Regions from separate parts of the Sus scrofa genome. Here region 2 is linked to region 1. Evidence: chromatin contacts called from public promoter capture Hi-C data. All regions are on one chromosome and are shown on one strand. The core of a region is the stretch at or near the end of the contact, and the rest is flanking DNA. Distances in the headings are between cores, read along the strand shown. Region 1 holds the start of DHX34 (probable ATP-dependent RNA helicase DHX34). Region 2 holds the start of NOP53 (glioma tumor suppressor candidate region gene 2 protein).

The links. Promoter capture Hi-C pulls out the DNA fragments that hold promoters and counts their contacts.
Region 2: a contact with region 1 is called in a promoter capture Hi-C map of liver, with 2.4 times the contacts expected there. The contact joins the promoter of NOP53 here to the promoter of DHX34 in region 1. A contact is called at or near these places in 2 of 5 promoter capture datasets (fetal skeletal muscle and liver), 2 of 47 Hi-C or Micro-C datasets (heart right ventricle and liver) and 2 of 2 datasets of contacts at active chromatin or transcription factors (alveolar macrophages and skeletal muscle).

The regions. Positions count from the first base shown.
Region 1 is chr6:53,128,814-53,133,693 of Sscrofa11.1, reverse strand. It overlaps DHX34 (probable ATP-dependent RNA helicase DHX34), which reads right to left and starts at 2,501. Exons shown (of 18, transcript XM_003127246.5): 1 at 2,396-2,501.
Region 2 is chr6:53,441,470-53,446,349 of Sscrofa11.1, reverse strand. It overlaps NOP53 (glioma tumor suppressor candidate region gene 2 protein), which reads right to left and starts at 2,897. Exons shown (of 12, transcript XM_021094646.1): 1 at 2,637-2,897; 2 at 2,146-2,210. The coding sequence starts at 2,860. EHD2 (EH domain-containing protein 2) reads right to left here. Exons shown (of 6, transcript XM_003355959.4): 6 at 4,343-4,880.

The DNA.
Region 1 (4,880 bases), core at 1,252-3,751:
ACTGCATCAAACTTCCTGGTAAACACCGGGGCTGGGTGATGCCCCAGAAGCGTCGTCCGATCAGAGGGCAGGGAGAGGAAAAGGCCTTGAAAGGCAGGTGGGCCAGAGATTCTCAGAAGACGACAGAGACGAGGAAATGGAGGCGCACATCCCTCTCGGCTGCCGCCTGTGCAAGCACGTGGGCCAGAAAGAGCTGCATCCCTGCTACTCTCAAGGGCGTCTATGTTCTCTTAGGCCGCCTATTAACGAGTTTCTGCAGCTACCAGTTTCTCTGTAACTCTGTCACTGACCATCTGGCCATCTCTTGGTCTGCATTTCCTAGGCTGACAGCTTTCAGAGGTTTCCTCTGCTTGCCTTTTCTTGCCTGTCTGGCTCTTTGGGTCTCCGGTCTTTTTCGGTCCATCTTGCCCATCACCCTTCTCTCTCTTCCCTTTCCTGCCTGGTGCCATCTCTTTTCATTTATCTGATTCTTTCCTACTCTGCTTCTATTTTTTCAGTATGATTTTCCTCCATTTGACTCCATCTCGCTTGAGTTCTCCAATTGACTTTCTGGTTTTCTTCGGAACCAGAAGCCTGGCTTTCTGTGTGACTTTCTTTTTATCCTGACTCTCCGTCTTGGGCTCTATCACTGTCTCCTCCTCCATCCTAACCATCTCCTCATCCCGCTTCATTTCTCCACCTAAAATTTTGTTTCCCAGTTGTCTGAAGCTTTAATAGCCAGCATTTACTTACGGCTTATCCATTTATCAGGTACTGTTCTAAACCACTCATGTATTTATATGCATATGCACACACACACACACACACACACACACACAGTCTATATATACACCTTTCTCACAACCCAAAGAAGGTGCTATTAACATTATCTGAGCCAGAGAGCGTTTCATTAAGTGGTAAGCGGCAGATGACCAATTCCAATCTGAGGATTCAGGCTTCATTTTCCTATCTCCAATTTTCAGTGTAATTCTCCATTTTTCAATCTGACACTGTCTTCTTGGTTCTACTTGCTCTCTGCATCCTCAGAATTAATCTCTTCATTCGTCTGGCTGTATCTCCCGTTTCCCACCTATCTTCCTCCATGCTCATCTCTTGCTTTCTTTCCCAGATCCCTCAGCTGCCTCTTTTCAATCCCTCTGTCAGCTCTTGCCAGGTTCTCCCTATTTCACCGGCTCCATCTTTCTATTACCCAGTGGCCTCTCCTGATTCGTCTCTATTTCCTTCATTAACCTGTCATCCTATTGGGTCTATTTCCTTTTTTTTTTTTTTTTTTGGTCTTTTTAGAGCCGCGCCCTCGGCATATGGAAGTTCCCAGGCTAGGGGTCAAGTCACAGCTGCAGCTGCTGGCCTACACCACAGCCACAGCAACTCCAGATCCTTAACCCACTGAACGAGGCCAGAGACTGCACCCACATCCTCATGGGCACTAGTGGGGTTCGTTACCGCTGAGTCACTACAGAAATTCCCCTCTATTTCTTTTGGTCTTTTTTTTTTTTTTTTCTTTTTGCCTTTTCTAGGGCCGCTTCCCGCGGCATATGGAGGCTCCTAGGCTAGGGGTCTAATCGGAGCTGTAGTCCCCGGCCTACGCCACAGCCACAACAGATCCAAGCCGCGTTTATGACCTACGCCACAGCTCACGGCAATGCCAGATCCTTAACCCACTGAGCGAGGCCAGGGATAGAACCCCACGACCTCATGGCTCCTAGTCGTATTCCTTAACCAGAGACACGACGGGAACTCCTCTCGCAGTCCCTGTGAACCTCTCTCGTTGGGACCCACCAGCCTCTTGCTCTGGACCTCGCTAGTTTTCAGCTCTCAACCTTCCTGGCTTTGGCTCCCTCAATGCGTCGAAGATTCTTTTCGTGCCTCTACTGTAGCGGGAGGGGGCCGTGCCCTCCCAGATCAAAGGGAAGAAGCCGTGCTGCACCGCCTCCATCTGACACGCATGCGTACTTCTATATCCCTGAGCGCAAGCGCATCTACAGTTGTCCGCCTAAAACTTAAGAGTATTCCTGATAAGAGGGACAAAGAAACTTAGACGTAGCGGAAAAACAAGCGGGGTATGTAAGGCAGCGCCGTTCGGGGCTCAGCCTCTGGATACTAATCCACCAAGCCAGTGCCTGCACGAATAAACGCTGCTTCCTGGTAAAAAGCCTTAGCGTCTCCTTTCCCAGGACTTAAGCCCCGCTCACACTACTCCTTTCAGCCTCCCCGACCCCCAGGGAACGCTCAGGCTCCATCTCGGTCCACTTCTCCCCGCCGTTCGGCCTCCTCGGGCACATGTCCTCATCTCGGGATTTCTCTCTACCCCTCCCATCGTTCCCAAGCTGTCCCGGGACGCAGCCCAACTCCCGGCGCCACCACCAACACCCAGCGCAGCCGCTCGACCGCTCACCTCACTAACCACAGCGATCTGCTCAACTTCCCGCCCACTGCCCTGCACGCGCCCGAAGCCGGTTCTGCGCCTGCGCACGCCACCCTCACAGCCCAGCCCCGCCCCGCCGCAGAGGGAGGACCCAGTGGGCAGCTTCCAGTAATCCGTCTGCGCCTGCGTCCGGCGCTCTCAGGCCCGGCCTCCCTTCCGGCGGAGCCTGGGAGGAAGCTGTAGCGTCTTGGGGCGGGGAAAGGCAGCACGGTGGTTTGCTTTGCCTTTCGCCTGAAGAGCCTCTTGCCCTCCCGGACCAGTCGGAGGTCCGGGTATTTAGCCCAGCTGGGAAGCTGGCTGGAGCCCAAACACTATTGAAACACTCCCATGAGTGTTTTCTTTATTATAGTTCGTAATTATTAGTGCGTAATTCTGTTAATGTACAATTCACCCTATGAAGTCACTAATAAGTGATACAACCTGACTATCCGGATTTCCGTCTTGGAGGTCCTAGTGATACCTGAAAGATAATACAGGAATCTGGCTTCTTGTTCATCCAGTTGAAGAATGAACTCCGCGAACACAAACGCAGCAAGCAAGCAAAGTGTTTATTAAAGGAAAGCAGATAGCTCCCAGGCTGCTGGGAGTGGGGGAGAAGAGCCCCCTTTCTCTGTTGTCCTATAGGGGTTTTTATCCCTTAAAGATGGGGGGGTACCAACCTGGGGTCCGGAAAGATGTCGCTTTCTCCCAGTGGCCTTGTTCAATTACCTATATCAGTCCCTGTCCAATAGGGCCTTAGGGGTGGAAATGTCCCATAAATGTCATTGTTTCTTTGACCTTTTCTTCCCGTAACCCGAGTCACAGGGGATTAGGGATTAAAATCCACCTGGGCGTAGGTACACTCCTTGTAGTAAACAAGGCCTGTGGGATGTTACTCCCTGGAGCCCTTAGGCCACAAATGTTAATCAAAGGCCATATCAAAGAATGCATGGAAGCCCAGGCTCCTACACTGACAACCTGAGTTAATATTCTCCCTCACTAGCTTGAGGTCATCTTTGCGTTTACTGGTTCCTCTACGGAGAATGTTCTCCCCAGGGACTATCATGGCTTGCAGCCCCACAGTTTTCAGCTTTCTGCTCAAATGTTACTTTCTGGGAGATGTCTTCTCTGACTATGCTACTTTTTTTTGGGGGGGTTCTTTGCTTTTTAGGGTTGCACCTGTGGCATATGGAGGTTCCCAGGCTAGGAGTCTGGTCGGAGCTGCAGCTACCCGCCTATACCACAGCCACAACAACGCGGGATCCAAGTCTGCGACCTCATGGTAATGTAGGATCCTTAACCCACTGAGCGAAGCCAGGGATCGAACCCAAAACCTCATGGTTCCTAGTCCGGATTCATTTCTGCTGAGCCACTATGGGAACTCCTGACTACACTACTTTAAATAGAATCACTCCTTAGCCCTTTCCTGCTTTGTTTCTCTCCATAAAGAATGCAGTTCTGCTTGACATCCTATTTCTTTTAATCTGTCTTTCCCACCAAAATGACTACAAACTTGGGGGGTTCGGGGAGTTCCCTGGTGGTATAGTGATTAAGGATTTTGCCTTGTCCCTGCTGTGGCTCGGCTTCATTCCCTGGCCGGGGAACTTCCAAATGCTGCTCACACACAGCACCCTGTCCCCCCCCCACATAAAAAACCTTCAAGGGTTCAAGGGCCTGCTGGCTTGTGCGTCTGGATGAAGGATGGGTGAGTAGTGGGGAAAGAGGTGGGGAAAAGGAGGGGCAGAAATCATACACACCAAAGCAAGAGCTTTGGTTTCTACTCTGAGTGAACTGGGACCCACGGGCGGAGTTCCATGGACTTTAGATTTTAACAGAGTCCTCTGGCTCCCAAGTAGGGAACGAATATGGGATTCGAGATGAGAAAAAGGGGACCGGGGAGGAGGCTGCTGCAATAGGTGAGAGCTGCAATAGGCAGCTGGGCCAGGATGATGGCAGAGAAGATGGATGTTTTAAGGCAGAACCTGCAGGGATTGGCTGACACATTGGGTTTGGCATATGAGAGAAAGAGAGGTGGCAAGGATGACCCCAAAGATCTTGGCGGGAGTGCCTGGAAATAGGGAGTTGCCATCAGTTGAGATGGCGAAGATGCAGGAGGAGGGCTAAGAGAGAGTCCAGAGTCCTGTCTTCAGCACTGTTGAGTTACCTTTTCATACATTGAATTGGGAGGTCGCATGTGAATTGCATGTAATTTTCAAACCTTTGAGAAACTCTTTGAACATAGGCCAATCCAGGTGTTGTAATCCAAAGAAAGGGAAGAAACTGACTAACCTTGGTTAAAATTTACAAAAGAGAAATACAACTTTTTAAAAAAGGAAAATGGGAGGAAGTAAACAACGAATACGAAATCAGGAAGAAAATAACAAACCACCCACATTAAGATTGAGTAACAAACTTGAAACTAGTTCTTGGAAAAACCATTAAGACCTAGATCTTTGCAAACTTGAGGAAAATGACA
Region 2 (4,880 bases), core at 1,648-4,147, 310 kb before region 1:
CCACGGGAGGAAAGAGGCCTGCGAGGTGCCCAAGCTGCAACGCTCCCTCCACACCCACTTCCTGGGTCAGGGAGCCAGACCCACAGCCCCATGGACAAGGGGCTGCCAGGGGCAGCAGGGAAATGACCACAGAGCCACGAATGCTCACCAGGAGCAAGCAGGTGGTCGGGTGACACGGGAGGCCCGGGGACCTGGACACGGGACCCAAGACCCGATTCTCAGCACAACAGCGCTTTCTGCCTTGACTTCTAAGCCCAAGACTGAAAAGATCTCGAGGACAAAACCCACCTCCTTCCCGCTGTCATGGGACCTCGTGAAAGTGACCTGGCTGCTCTGCGCCTCCAAAATGAGACCGTCTGATTCCTCCTTCACAGGGTCGGGGGGAGATGTAATCACGGCCGACCGCCGTCTGAACCACACGGGGCACGTGCTTACGAGCGGGTTTCTTTCCAGAGGAAGCGCTACCTCACTGCCCGGTCCTCGGGGGTTGAATTCCGTTATGTGGAACCGTGGATACAGGGAGGGGGCTCTTAAAAATTACCCCCGGATTTCTGACTGTGTGGAGGCTCTGCTCCCCCAACCCCTGCACTGTTCAAGGGTCCTCACTGCATCTCAGGAGCCCCAGTACTGGGATCCCCTGCGAAACCGCACTTCACTGCCATCCTCCCTTTCTGTTTTCTTTTCTTTTTACACCCAAAGCAAAATCTGTAACTACTTCCCACCTGTTCGCCAGGGCAGGTACCTGCTGCCATGCCCGCTGTTCACCAAGCAGATCTACTTACGTTGGTGAAAGTTGACTTCTTTCATTAACCCTTTCTTACCGGCTCATGCCAAGATTCCTGTTCCTCAGAGATCCCCTCATTTTCCTTAGACTGGACCCCTTGACCGATCTCATTCATGTTCAGAAGGATATTCTGGAGTTCTCGTTGTGGCTCAGCGGAAACGAATCTAACATCCAGGACGCAGGTTCGATCCCCGGCCTCGCTCAGTGGGTTAAGGATCCGGCATTGCCGTGAGCTGTGGTGTGGGCCGCAGACCTCACATAAGCCAGCAGCTACAGCTCTAATGCGACCCCTAGCCTGGGAACCTCCATGTGCCACAGGTGTGGCCCTAAAAAGAAAGGAAAAGAAAGAAAGAAAGGTTATCCTGCTGTTATAGCAGCCTGACTTTTGCTCATGAAAGCAGATGGACCTCTTAGCTTTTCTACCCCCTCCTTAAAGCAGATGGCTTACTCTGTCTGTTTTTCTAGACATTGACAATAAACCCTGCCACTCACCAAAACAAACCCTAACATGCTTCTCCTCCACTAGTGTCTGCATGTCCCCACGCTGCATCTTGGCAGATTAAAGCAAGCATGTTAAAACGAGTTTCATACCTTCTCTATCAACTTGATACTTCTGCTCTATTTTATTTTTTTTTTTAGGGCCACACCCATGCATATGGAAGTTCCCAGGCAAGGGGTCAAATTGGAGCTACACTGCCGGCCTACACCACAGCCACAGCCACGCCAGATCTGAGCCACACCTGTGACATACACCACAGCTCATGTCAATGACGGATCCTTAACCCACCGAGCAGGGCCAGGGATCGAACGTACGTCCTCAGCGATGCTAGTCAGATTCATTACTGATGAGCCACCATGGGCACTCCCTTCTGTTCTCTTTAAAGCATACCTCACTAACCAAAACGGGCCTGATTTCTCACCCCCCAGCCTTGACTTGCTTTTCTGCAAATTAACCTCCTAATTTATGTCTTATTTACTCATCGGCGCACACTGCTGCTGGCTTCTCTGGCCACTGAGATCTCCAAAACCTCAAAAAGAAAATGAGTTCTTGAAGGTAGTTGCTAACTTGCGTTTTTTTGGCCACATCTGCAACATGCGGAAGTTCGTAGGCCAGGGATCAAACCCACACCACAGCCATGACCTGCGCCCCAACAGTGACAAAGCCAGATCCATAACCTGCTAGGCCGCCAGGGAACTCCTCTAGCTTGCTTTCTGTTCATTCCAGGCCTTCTAGTCTACAGTAAAGACCCTTTTCAGCAGCTGTTTGTCACCCAAGCCACATCATTAACACAGATTCTTTCACAAGTTGAGATGAACTAGATAACGACTAATCGTGACCACACGATGCCACCCTTCCTCACCTTTATTCTTGGAGCCAGTGTCCACGAAGAAGAGTTTTTCATCCGGGGCCTCTGATATCAAGCCACTGGGAAATGCAAACGCAGAATATCAGCCACAGAAGTTGGGAGGAAGCAAACTGCTGCAGAAGGTGCAGATTTAACCCCTCAGGGCCCAGCTATCCCATTATGCTCATTCGGACACGCTCTTCCCCCATGAGACCCCTCCAGGTCAGGGCCCCATCCCTCCACTTTGCGGAACTTAATACTTAAAACGCGCTAAGCTTGGGTGGGGGCGAGGGGCACAGTAATACTAGAATGTATTCGTTGTTTACCTAGGTTCTAATTTAACTGGGAGTCTTCTAACCGGTAAACCTATCACGTCCCCATCCCCGCCACTTCCCAGCGCTGCCGGGACCCGCGCTTCCTGACCCCCGGAAGTCCCCCCAGCAGCTCGGCCTCGCACCCCGCCACCCAGAACCAGGCTCAGCTCCCGGAAGTCCCGCCCCACGCACCCGCTCGTGCGCTCCTGCAGCCGCACGTCCTCCAGGAACTGGTCGACCTCCAGTCCCAGCGGCTCCTGAGCGAGCCGCCGCCACCCCCGCTTCTTATTTCTTGGGCCTCGCCGCCGCCGCCTCAAGGCTGGGTCCACCGAAGTGGGCCGCAGCCCCAGGAAGCCAGAGTCGGCCTCGCTTTTTGAGCAGCGCGCACCGCCAGCGGCACTACTTCCCGCCGCCATCTTGTTAAAGGAAGCACTTGGCCGCCAGCACCCTGAAAGTCGACTTCGCGCATGCGCGCGCCGGCCCCCCGCCCTCTCCCATGACCTCCTTCCGGTGGCCGCCATCTTGGTAAGGTGGCTGGAGCCGCAGAGGGGCGTGGAGGCCGCCCTTCTTCCTCTGTTATTCGGGTCAGATCCAGGTTGTAAGTTTGGGGCTCTAGCTCTCAGCGACGCACCTCTCCCGGCCGCCCAGGGATACTTTTAAAATCTGAGTATTATTTTTAATTTTTTTATTTCAAAACAATCTAGTTTTCTTAAGAAAAGTTAGAACCATGACAGATTTGGCACAAGACACGTTCCAGTCTCAAAATGCGTCTTTCCACGTTCCAACCCTAAGAATCTTGGAAATCCGAGAGCTTTTTGAATGTCAAGGTTGGGAACACAGAAGGTTACATGCGAGGAATGTTAGAAACTCTAGAAGCGCAGGCTCCGAATGAGTCTTTTCTAAGCTACGGAGCAGTGCTTCATTTGCTTCATCTGTGAAATGGGGGCGGTAATGGTACATCTGCCTCATAGGTTATTCTGGAGCTAAAACAGGGTAATACATACAAAGCCCTTAAGGTTGTGCGTGGCATCTCATTGTTAGCTATTGTTACTGCCTCACTCCCTGAGATTTCATCTTACAATCAATTTTTGCTGTTTACAAATAAGGAAGGAAGCTCAGGGGCCCTGGCAACCATCCATAGGGATCGAGAGCCTCCTAAAGGCCGTTCTCCACTCGAGAAGGAAAAAGGTACAGAGCGGGAAGGCGCCACGCAGCGCAACTCCGCATCGGGAAGGTGATAGGCCCGGATTGTGGCCCTTGGAGACCTGATCACCTACCACCTGGGACCGGGATTGCAGTCGCCACCAGCCAGCCTTGCTGCAGGGTGTCCGCCAGGGGGCGCCGGGAGCTGCGCCACCGCGCGAGCGTGGGCGGGAAGGGCGCGAGGCCAGCGTGTCCCGGGGCGCCGTGGGTGTGGCCCTGGGTGTGAGTCGGCGGACCGCGAGCGGGGTCCGCTGCAGAGCGGAGGCCAGAGCCCCCGGGCGTGAGCGAGCGCACACTTGGCGGTCCTGTTGGGCAGCGTCCCCTCCTCCCCTCCGAGTGCCCGTTGGTCCCCAGTGTTACGTGTCAAGAGCTGTGTACCTAGGTTGGGTGGACGAGGGCGGGGGCGCGCGCGCGCGGGCGCCCCAGGGCTTGGTTCCCAGGCCCCCGCGGCAGGAGGTAGAAGGGAGGGATGTCCCGGAGGGAGGGCCCCAGAGAAACTTTTCTTTGGAAAATATGTCGGTCTGGCCCCCAGCCCGGGCCTGAGTCATCAGGCTCCCGCCGCATTGAGTCATGGCCTCCACCCCGGAGAGCCTGGAGGGGAGCCCCCCTGAGGTCCTGCCCTGGGCTCTCCTTCCCAGGGGGTTGCAGGGAGAGCGATCCCGCCCCCCAGCCCATCCCAAGACAGCCCGACTCCCTCAGGGAAAGAAGCCTTGGCTTTATTTGCACTGTGGGAACCGTTCCTATTATGCTCACAGGCCCTTCCCAGGCATGAGGTGAGGGGTGATGGGAGCGGGAATCCCAGCCAGCACCCTGGAGGGGCATGGGCCCCATCTATGTTGCTCTTCTCCATCTTTTCCGTGGGGTCCCCCACCAAGGTCAAGCACTAATATGTGGTGAAGGCAGGAAAATGCGTGTGTAGGGGGGTGAGGGTGCCCTGTAGGGGAGGGGGGGCTGTAGCACCAAGAGCCCCTCCCCCCACGACGTCCCTGAAAAGGAGTCTAAAAATAACGTCCTGGGGCCTTAGTTTCTGGCAGGGACTCCACTTAAATATGGCCTGATGGTGGCTCGGGAGGCTGTCTAAAATTCGCAGTCTAAAATTCGGACCACCAGCTGTGGGGAGCCTGAGGGGTCGGGGGAGCAGGCTGGGCTTTCAATCCAGGGCAGGTGAGCAGAGACAGAAGTCGGGGGGGCAGGGAGGAGCAGGAAGGGTGGGAGGACCGGGCTTTCCCCTTA